Linked DNA regions of Macaca mulatta: region 2 is linked to region 1. The links are chromatin contacts, called in public Hi-C maps. All regions are on one chromosome and are shown on one strand. Each heading gives the region's core, a stretch centred on a gene start, on an enhancer-like site or on the middle of the called end of the contact. The rest is flanking DNA. Distances are from core to core; before and after follow the strand shown.

What was found. Hi-C and Micro-C count contacts between places; a contact is called where the count stands out from the background.
Region 2: a Hi-C map of fetal cortical plate shows a contact between it and region 1, with 1.7 times the contacts expected there. The contact joins the promoter of ZNF879 here to the promoter of LOC144329390 in region 1.

What each region holds. Positions count from the first base shown.
Region 1 is chr6:187,803,939-187,809,153 of T2T-MMU8v2.0, forward strand. It overlaps LOC144329390 (ZFP2 zinc finger protein), which reads left to right and starts at 1,959. Exons shown (of 6, transcript XM_077937510.1): 1 at 1,959-2,033; 2 at 4,692-4,785. ZFP2 (ZFP2 zinc finger protein) reads left to right here. Exons shown (of 13, transcript XM_077937497.1): 9 at 4,692-4,785.
Region 2 is chr6:187,937,920-187,943,634 of T2T-MMU8v2.0, forward strand. It overlaps ZNF879 (zinc finger protein 879), which reads left to right and starts at 4,124. Exons shown (of 5, transcript XM_015141619.3): 1 at 4,124-4,495; 2 at 5,271-5,338. The coding sequence starts at 5,306. It also overlaps the pseudogene LOC100425559.

The DNA of each region.
Region 1 (5,215 bases), core at 709-3,208:
TTATGTTGGTCAGGCTCATCCTGAACTCCCGACCTCAGGTGATCTGCTTGCCTCAGCCTCCCAAAGTGCTGGGATTACAGGCGTGAGCCACCACACCTGGCCTTTTCTTTTCATTTGAAAGCTCATTCCATGTGTCTATGTAGTGATTATTGATAGACTTGGATTTATTGCTATCATTTTCTTGTTTACTGTTTGTTTCAAGTTTTCTGATTTTCTCTCTTCCACCCCAACCTCTTTACCTACTTTTTGAAATTGCACACTCTATGTTGTGGAGGTTGATGAAGGACCATTTCTCTACCAGAACAACTGTGATGAATATGTTTAGGAGGTTTCCATGTTACAGTGTTCTTGTGATTCTGGAGACAACTTGTTCAAGCCATACGTCTTAGTGCAGCAGTAGATTTTTTAGTTAATAATGTTTGGGGCTATCTGGGTTACCTTAGGTTGACTATATGAATAGTTAAGTTTTTCGTATTTTTCAGTATTTTGAAATAGTTCAGACAGTTGTGAAAGAAAAAGGTATTAAAGACAGTAAAACAGATTTTATTAAGTATTGCAGTGGAGGAAAGCAGCTTCAGTAAAGCTGAGCTCAACTCTGATTACAGCAAAGCCAGCCTGGGATTTATAAAGCGTACAAGCACAGTGAGGAGTCAGTGGGTGAAAAATGTCTAAAAGCAGACATCAGGGGTATGGGGATTGTCGCTAAAGGCAGGTCAAGGACTTAAGACTTCAAGGTGGCAGATGAGAAATTTGGCTAACTATTGAGGATTGGCTCTCTAGCAGGATTCTAGGGACTTGCAGGCCCAGGACAAGGCCTGGTTAAAAAGAGGGGCTTAGAGGCCTAAAGTTTGGGTAAGGAGAGTGTCTTTGTCACCGTGAAAGAAGCAGAGGAAATTAGCAGCTACCTTTAGAAAACCAAGTGTTACCATATAAGCTACTACGTTGATCTGCACTTCTCCAAGTTCCAAAGTGGCAGATCCATTTGAAATTACCCAAACATAGGCCACACATTTAACTGATGGAGATTTTGTCTACATTCTGTACATTGATAATTCTGAAGCACTCCGAGCAGTGCCTGACAGTGAGTGAGCTGGGGGACGGGGTGTGGTAGTGACTCCTGAGAGGCCCGCAACACGTGCGGCACTGTGCAGCCTCATCTCTTCGTTATTCCTTGGTAAGGAGGACCTCTGGGTTCCATGCTTTCAGAGGACAGTGAGGCTTAGCCAAGGCCACCTCCCCTCCCCATGGGGTGGATGCCCACAGACTCCAAAGAGAGACTCTTTTTCTTTTCTTTTTGTTTTTTGTTTTGAGACGGAGTCTTGCTCTGTCACCCAGGCTAGAGTGTAATGGCACGAGCTCAGCTCAGTGCAACTTCTGCCTTCCGGGTTCAAGCGATTCTCCTGCCTCAGCCTCCAGAGTAGCTGGGATTACAGGTGCACATCACCGTGCCCAGCTAATTTTTTGCTTGTCTGTTTTGAGACAGAGTTTCACTCTTGTTGCCCAGGCTGGAGTGCAATGCACAATCTCAGCTCAGTGCAACCTCCACCTCCCGGGTTCAAGCAATTCTGCCTGTCTCCCAAGTAGCTGGGAGTACAGGCATGCGTCACCATGCCCGGCCTTTTTTTTTCTTTTCTTTTTTTTTTTTAAAGCATATTTAGTGAAAACAAGGTTTCTCCATTTTGGTCAGGCTGGTCTCGAACTCCTGACCTCAGGTGATCCACCACCTACCAAAGTGCTGGGATTACAGGCGTGAGCCACCACACCTGGCCAGACAGAGTTCTTTAGGCGGGGTAAGGGGCCGCCTGGGAACCCCGCGTCCCGCCTGGACACACCGATGACCTGCAGCGGCCACACAGTGGGCCACTGGCACAGCCTTGCCCTCTGGGCCCCCGTGCCTGCGCACTCCGACGGCCTGTTCGCGCTGCAGCCCCGCTGCCTTGTGGGAAATGTAGTCCGGCGCTCCGGGCCGTAAGCGCCGGGCGCGGCTGCGTCGGTCGCCACTGCTCCCGCTCCTGCGCTCCTGCTGGGAGAGGGTGAGTGCAGGGCCGGTGGCGGGGGTGTGCGCCAGCCTGAGTCTCGTAGGCCCCCGCAGGAGGAGCTCCGCACTGCTGGGCGAGGCCCCTGCCTCCTGAGGGCTGAGGGGCGGGCCCGCCGCAGATGGGCCGGGGGCGCGGCCTCCAGCTCCCGGTGCGCTCCTTCCCCAGGAGCTGGCGGCAGGAGCACACGGGCTGCCGACCTCCAGCGCGGTCCTGGTCAGGCGCCAAGGAGGAATCACAGCCCGGGAGCAGCGGGGATGGGGGCTCGAACAAGGGCCACACCAGCCACCACGGGTCAGGGAGGGGCCCAAGGTTCCAGGAGTCGCTCAGAGCCAGGTTCCTCCTTGGCTTTCCCCAGCCGCGCGCAGTTTTGTCCTGGGACAGGGCAGATGCTGCGAACGTGGAGCGAACCTGCCCCGCAGACATCCTGGGGATTCTGGGCGACAGGCCGGGTCTCCCTGCGCAGCATCTGCCCTTTGTGTAAACCGTGTCTGGGGACCCGCCCTCTGGTTCTCATTTGGAGGGCGCTGGCGTGGGTTCACCTCCCATCTCTCAATAAGAATTGGGAGGCCAACGTGGTGCAGGTTTCTACCTCGGAATCTTTTTTTTCCCTTAAGCCATTTCACTGTAGCGCAACTAGAAAATTCAGATTAAAACAATCATTCAAAATATATATCAATCTGCATGGCAGCGTGAATATGTGTATAAGCGTAGAAACACTTTGCGCTTTGTTTTTAAACAAATATGAATATTAGTAACTTTTTCACCATCTATCTTTTAGAATTGAGTCATGAGATGCGTTTGGTAAGGGGTTTGAAGTGCACAAATCTTAAGCCTCATAGTTTTTTACTGGCCTAAACATCCAATGAAGATAGAGAATACACCTGAAAAAAAAGCATTTCAATATGTTGACGCCATCTACTTATACCAGATTTTAAATACGTCGTCGTTTTAATGAGTGTGAGGGAAAGTATGGATCCTCGTATTTAATCCTCTCCTTAGGTTTTTGTGTTAGGGTTTTTTTTTTTTCCCCCCCCAGTATTATAAACAATATAGGCCATCTGGCTGCATACATCTTTGCATTTTGTCTTATTCTATAAATCTCTTAAAGTGCTGAGATCTGGCCACTGCATTCCAGCCTGTGCGACAGAGCAAGACTCCGTCTCAAAAAAAAAAAAAAAAAAAAAAGTCTCTTAAAGTGAAATTTCTAGGTCAAGGGTACAGTAAGGCTTTTGATACTTCCTGTCTTATTCCCTCCAGAAAAGTTCCAGTTTATACAAACACTTGCAGTGTAAGAGTGCGAGATTTACCCACACCAACTGTGAATGTTAGTATTCTCTTGAACTTCTGAGAGGTGCAAAAGATAGGATTGTTTACATTTGCATTTTGAACACTAATGAATATTTTCATGCAGTTTGCATTTTGTATTTTAATGTTGTGTCTCATACATAAATAAGCTTCTTTCCTGACTATGCAGAAATGTCACAGGTTCGTATGGTCAGACATGAAAACCTTTTCTTCACGTTTGGGTGTTTGACATCATTGGCAGAGAAGCTGTCTGTCCCACGAGATCACAAAAATGTTTGTAGTTTCTCTTAGTACTTTCATGTTTTGTGTACATTTACATTTTTTTTCAAATGGTAAGCCTTTGTTACAGTTTACTTAGTAATTTTTTTCTTTGGTGATATGAAATGTCATTTATTTCATATCTTGAATGAAATATATACACACACACACACACATATATACATACATGTGTATTTGAACCATTTAGGTTGGTAGAATTTTAATTTGTTCCATTGATCCTTTCCCTGTTTGCCTATAACATCCATTATGGCAGAGAGTTTATCTGTTTTATTGACAGCTGTATCCACCCCTACCCCATGCAATGGTGCCTGGTATGCAGTAGGTAGTCAACAGTATATCTGGTGAATAAGTCAGTAATACTGTGTTCCAATTCTTGTAGCTTTGTGAATACTGGCGGGCATGTTGTCTCTCATCAGTATTCTTTTTAAAAAAAAATCTTAGCTGTTGTAACGCACAACTTAAATATTTTTTCCATAATTAACGAACCTTTTTTTTTTTTTTTTTTGAGATGGAGTCTTGCTCTGTCACCCAGGCTGGAGTGCAGTGGTGTGATCTCAACACTGCAACCTCTACCTCCCCAGTTCAAGTGATTCTTCTGCCTCAGCCTCCTGAGTAGTTGGGATCACAGGCGCCCACCACCACTCCCTAATTTTTGTATTTTTAGTAGAGACAGGGTTTCGCCATGTTGGCCAGGCTGGTCTCGAACTCCTGGCCTCTAGTGATCCACCTTGGCCTCCCAAAGTGCTGGGATTACAGGCGTGAGCCACTGCGCTTGGCCCATATTAACTTTAAAATATTGTTACTTAGGCATAACTTGGTTGGGAATGTGTTAAGTTTATGAATTAAAGAAATGACATCCTGTATATTGAGACGTCTTGTGCAAGAACATGTCATGTCTCTTCTGTTGTTCATCTTTATATAGCTAAATAGGCATAATGAAGTCAACTTAATACGTGAAAATCATTTTCTTTATGTAGCTACTATTCAGGTCTTATTTAGTTTATTTATAGGTATTTTCATTGCTGTTGGAGGAGTCTTGTTTCTCATGGCTTCTTTCCCTTCCCTCAGCTCTGCCTCCTCTGGTTTTGTCCCTCCCCAAGGAAGAAACACAGGAAGGAAGGAGAAGGCAATGGCTGCTTGGCTTCTGCCTTTGGGAGCTGGGGTGAGCTCATTTTTCTCTCTCAAACCTCCCCCTTACTCGTGTACTGCATGTGGGCCTCACTGCTGAGGACCGGGTTATTGAAATGGCAGAATGCTGGATATTTTTCACAAAGCCCCCTCTGTGTTCCTGACCTCTGTTCCCAGCTGCCACTTATTCAGCTGGATACCCTGGCCTGCTGTGTTTTTGGTGCTGTTCAAGGGTCAGAAAGGGAAAAAAATTATATGCAAGCTGGTCCTGGTGCTTAGGGCTTATGGGCTCTCAGGGATCATAAAAGAGGGCACATCTGCATGGGATACAGTCATAATTGCACCTGAATATGGTAATAAGAACAAGTGTCGTTAGGGACCCACATGATCAGTATTCCAAGCTTGAGTGAAGGGGAGGATCAGGGTGGTGGCCAGGAGAAGTAGGTAGTGTTCGCCCATCTCAG
Region 2 (5,715 bases), core at 2,874-5,373, 140 kb after region 1:
CGTCTCTACTAAAAATCCAAAAAATTAGCTGGGCGAGGTGGTGGGCGCCTGTAGTCGCAGCTACTGGGGAGGCTGAGGCAGGAGAATGGCGTGAACCTGGGAGGCGGAGCTTGCAGTGAGCCGAGATCGCGCCACTGCACTCCAGCCTGGGCGACAGAGCGAGACTCCGTCTTAAATAAATAAATAATTAATTAATTAATTAACCAGGCATAGTGGCGCATGCCTGTATTCCCAGCTGTTCAGGAGGCTAAAGCAGGAGAACTGCTTGAAATCAGGAGGTAGAGGTTGCCCTGAGCCAAGATCGCGCCACCGCACTCCAGCCTGGGGGACAGAGCTAGACGACTCTGTCTCAAAAAAAAAAAAAAAAGGATAGTCTTAGCGTAGTGTTTCGTAGACAAATTCTTTTGCATTTCTAGCTTGGTGGAAGACTTTATTGGGAATGCATGTGGGATTTTCAAGTGCCTTTTCTGTGCTTTGACTTGAAGACTCTGTCAAAGCAGTAAGATGGGACAGTTGTAGGGCTCGCCTCATTTGTTTTTGACTCTCTGGAACCAATGTCCTTTATTGTCTGATGTCTCTTGCTACATGTTTTCTCTTGGTGGCAGTGGTAGTGTGTGCATAAGGTGGGACAGTCATTCCAGTCTTTTTTACTCCATCTTGGCCGGAAATAGTAAACACATTTTTATGGCGTTTGATACATTTTAATCCATTGTAGCTATCATTCTTTTTGGTGATGAATTCTTCCATCTTTGTCCAACAGAAACCCTTGAGCTTGGTTCCTGTGTCCTTTTGACATGTCTCTTATGACAGCTTTCCTGCTTTCAGCCACCGTACCTATCTTGGGCCTTCCCTGCCTTGAATTTATCATAAGCCTTTGTGTTAAATGCGAATCTAGAGACCATCATTTGGTAGCTAATTACTATTGGATTGTCATTCCTTCTAGGCTTTGCAGTGAATAGGAACAGGGACTTTTTTTTTTTTTTTTAGAAAGAACCAAAAATCAATTGTTGATATTTTCAATTTGAATATTAACTAATAGGCTTTTCACTTAACTAGTAATACATTTTATTTGTATTTTTTTTTGCTTACTCTGAAAATCTTGGCTATTGACATTAATGTAATTGTTTATTTACTTTATCCTGCAATATGTATACACATTTGAATTTATCCATATAATATTTTTGGCCAGGTGCAGTGGCTTATGCCTGTAATTCCAGCACTTTGAGAGGCTGAGGCAGGCGGATCATGAAGTCAGGAGTTTGAGACCAGCCTGGCCAACATGGTGAAACCCCATCTCTACTAAAAATACAAAAATTAGCTGGGTGTGGTGGCTTGTGACTGTAATCCCAGTTCCTCGGGAGGCTGAGGCAGAAGAATTGCTTGAACCAGGGAGGCGAAGGTTGCAGTGAGCCAAGATTGCGCCGCTGCACCCCAGCCTGGGTGACAGAGCGAGACTCTGTCTCAAAAAAAAAAAAACAAAAAACTTTTACTATTAGTAAGGATATAAAATGTAGCTTAAGATTACTCTAGGGCTGGTTACAAAGTCGTATATCAGATTTCTATTTGCCCAGTGCTTTCTTATATTTAACATACATATTTAAACATAAAAAAAATCTAAAATTAATTTTTATCTATGTCTATTCCTTTGAATGAGACAAGAACCTTAGCATGCTATCATATCTCCTATTTCTTCATTGTCACTCTCTTTTGTAATCATCTGGGTTTTTCATCCTGTTATTAAATTACCTTCAAATTGCCTTAACCATCATTTTGATTCAGATACGTTTTACTTGTTGATTTACTTACTACAGTTTCTTGTAATCCATGCAAGTTTTACTTCATTTGATTCTTCTTCTTTTTTTTTGAGACAGAGTCTTGCTCTGTGTCCCAGGCTGGAGTGCAGTGGCGCGATCTCGGCTCACTGCAAGCTCCACCTCCCAGGTTCAAGCAATTCCCCTGCCTCAGCCTCCTGAATAGCTGGGATTACAGGCTTGAGCCACCACGCCCAGCCAAAACCTGGTTTTTGCTGACATCACAGAACCCCTGATTCTTTTGTAGCTGGAGTCTGCCCCAGTGATTTCTTGCTATGTCTTATTCATTTCAGCCAACCTGAGCAGTTCCATCTTCTATCACTTGTAGCAAATAACACATGCGAACCTTTTATTCCATCTTTTCTGGTCACTTTTAGGGGTTTCTGTTTATCCTCAGAGTTCTGATATTTCATCGGGGATGTATTTTTTATGGGCCATCCCTACCCTAGCTCATTCATTATGCCAAACACCCTACATTTTATTTACTCTGAAGACTCAGGCCTTCCTCAGCTTGAATGTGTTTTCTGCTATATTTCTATCACTATCTCTTTATGTAATCTATGTGTTATTATTCCCCACCTCCCCATTTTCTCTGCTTTCTTCTTCTGAATCTTTTTATTAGATTTTGGATATCAGAGCACTTATCTCCTGCATGTCTTCCAAATGTTTTTCTCAATCTCTGGTGTTCTGATGGTATTTTTCTAGAGTTGCATGAGATTTGCTCCTTTGAAAATTATATATGTTTGGGGTTACTTTGAAGAATATGAAGAGAAAAAGGGAGGTAATCATGGGTACTTAGTCTGCCACCCTTTACTTTGTAAATCTCAGTGCTATGTTGTTTTGCCAATAATGGTCTACAACTGTTATCTCTTTATTACTATTATTTTAAAATAATAATTAAACACAAAAATAACATATGATCCAGAAGTGGAATTGCCCATATGTTAATTCTATCTTTAATTTTTTTTGAGGAACTGCCACACCGTTTTCCAGCGCAGCGGTACCATTTTATATTCCCACCATTAATGCACAAGGATTGTTTCCTGGTTTTCTTTTTTCCCACATTTTATAATAGCCATCCTAATGAGTGTGAAATTACAGTGGATGTTTGATCAGCATTCCCCTAATGATTAGTGAGGTACATTATTATGTTTTAACAATATAAAACATCCATTTTGTTCAATTTAATTATTTTTACTGTGAAATAATCCTTGTATTATTGTAACACTGCGATCCAAGATTTCTTTTTCATACTATCTACCTGACATCTCTTAGTCCATCTCTGCGTTTTCTATCTTCAAGTACCCTTTGCGTTTAGGTTTGCCTCTGTAAACCCTAATGTTGGATGTTTAAAAAATCACAGTGCAGGTTATCGAGGAGGCAGTTGTGATGATAGCGCTGGGAGTTGGGCTTTATTTTAACCCTAAAATAAATCACTTCAAAAAGTGACTTTAAAGAAGTCACTTTTATTTTATTTCACTTTATTTATTTATTTCACTTTATTTTAACCCTAAAATAAAGAAGTCACTTCAAAAGAAGTCACTTCAAAAGAAGTGAGTGCCATGAAGAGGGAAATACTGGGTTTATGCTTTTGTTTTACTCTGAGTGCCAGTAAATATGTAAAGATTACAAAAATTTATTTATTTATTTATTTGAGACGGAGTCTCGCTCTGTCGCCCAGGCTGGAGTGAGTGGCGCGACCTCAGCTCACTGCAAGCTCCGCCTCCCGGGTTCCCGCCGTTCTCCTGCCTCAGCCTCCCGAGTAGCTGGGACTACAGGCGCCGCCACCACGCCCGGCTGATTTTTTGTATTTTAGTAGAGACGAGGTTGCACCGTGTTGGCCAAGATGGTCTCGATCCATCTTGACCTCGCGATCCGCCCACCTCGGCCTCCCAAAGGGCTGGGATTACAGGCGCGAGCCACCGCGCTCCGCCGAGGTTACAAAATTTAGACATAATTCCTTTTTTATTAAAATTGCGGAATGGACTGTAATAGTTCTCTCACCACCTGTGAATAATCAGCGGCAGCTAGTCTTCCACATTTAAAAATTCATACTCAATTTTCCGTCTTACTATTGTCATTCTAACTACGAATATAGTGAGTGGTTTAGCAGAGAGTAGCTGGAGCCCAAGCTGGAGGGACTCCAGCCTTCTCCAACTCCACAGCCCGACCGCCTTCTCCGCTCTCGGGGCTGTGGTTGCCTCTCGGACACCGTAAGTGGTGGTGCCGCGGCGACGACTGGGAAATGAAGTCCGGAGGGACAAACGCTGCGGTTCAGCCAGGGAAACCCGTCGGCTCTTCGGCGCGCAAGCGCAGTGGCGCCCGGCGGCGACGGGAAGCGTCTCTGAACTAGGTGTTCTGTTCGCCTCTGGTGCGGTGTGCAGCTGCGCTCTCCCCGCCGTGGCGGGCCCAGGTACGGGCTGCCGGTGAGGGCGGGCCCGGGGCGTGCGGCTGTCGCGGCGGGACCAGGACGAGTGCTGGTTGCCGCGCGTGCCCGCCGAGCCCGGGCTCCAGGCGTCCGAGCCGCGGCGGCCTCGGCAGGTGAACCCGGCCCCGGAGGGGGCGTGGCCTGGGAAGGGCCCGGCGGTGGCCGGGAGAGCGCGTCGACGCCGCTGGACTCCTGGGCCGCAGCCTGGGCCGGACTGTGGGGGAAACGGCTCCAGAAAAGAAACTGCAAAACGCCGGTTCGGTTCCGGGTCCAGAGCCCTCCGGGCGGTTTTCCGCTCTTGGCGTTCGTGGGTTTAACCCTCCCTCTACTCCGTTTCCCGGAGTTTAAACTTTAGATTAACTCGTTTTTGGCAGTCTTGCTCGTTTGGCGGTGTTTTCCTACAGTTAGTCCTGGAGAGATTTAACCATTTCCTTTTTTATTTACCGTAACCATGTCCACTTGCTAAGTTACTTCCCATTTCTCTAAATTTTAAATCCATTTCTAGCCGGTGGTGCTATTCTTTTGAGCCCTTGTTTTTTGGGCCGGGGAGAATGGGTAACGCCACCTTTAAGCAGCTTTGATAACTGTTTTTGATGAAAGAAAACTTACAAGAGGAAGAAAAGAGGACTAATTTTTGGTTGGCTGTTCCTAAAAAGGGCATCAGTTCTTCAATTGCTGTTTTTCGTATTGAACAACATCCAAGTGCAGATGTGTGGAATATTGTGTCATTTCCTATTACTCTATCTGGATGAGCCTTGCCTGATGGTGCTTAATGCACGCCAGATGGTCTTCATCCCTTCGCTCCATTCGTCTTTATCGTAAAGCACTGGCAGAAAGGTGGCAGGCCCGGTGACTGTGTACCGGCTTCCCACACTGGTTTAGGTGGCCGGACTCAAGGCCCCTGTGGCCTGGACAGTGCCAGGCTCCTTCTCTGCAGATGCTCAGCTTATGGCTTCTAACCTGGTCTGGTCTAATGAGGGTGGGCATGCAGGCTGGATGAAAAGACCTCACAGCTTCTTTCTCCATTCCAGGTGCCTTCCCCAAGAGGGGCAGCAGGGAGGGAGAAATGGCAAGGAGGTTGCTGCCAGCCCAGGTACAGGTGAGTGAAGGCTTCTTTTTGCTTGAACTGCCTTCGGGGTCTAGAGGTGGCAAACTTGTTCATCTGTTGTTGAGCTTCTCTACCCAGTGAAGCTCAGGGAAGGACCAGAGGGCTTGGTAGCTGAGGAACTCTGGAAGGAAGGTGTTTCCCTTGCCTTAGAGCCTGTCTCATACTTTTTTTTTCTTTTTTGAGATAGGGTCTCACTCTGTTACCCAGGCTGGAGTGCAGTGGCACGAACACGGCTCACTGCAGTCTCAGCCTCCCTGGTAGTTGGGACTACAGGCATGTGCCACCACAGCCGGCTAATTTTTGTATTTTTAGTAGAGACCAGATTTCACCAAGTTGGCCAGGCTGATCTCGAACCCCTGACCTCAAGC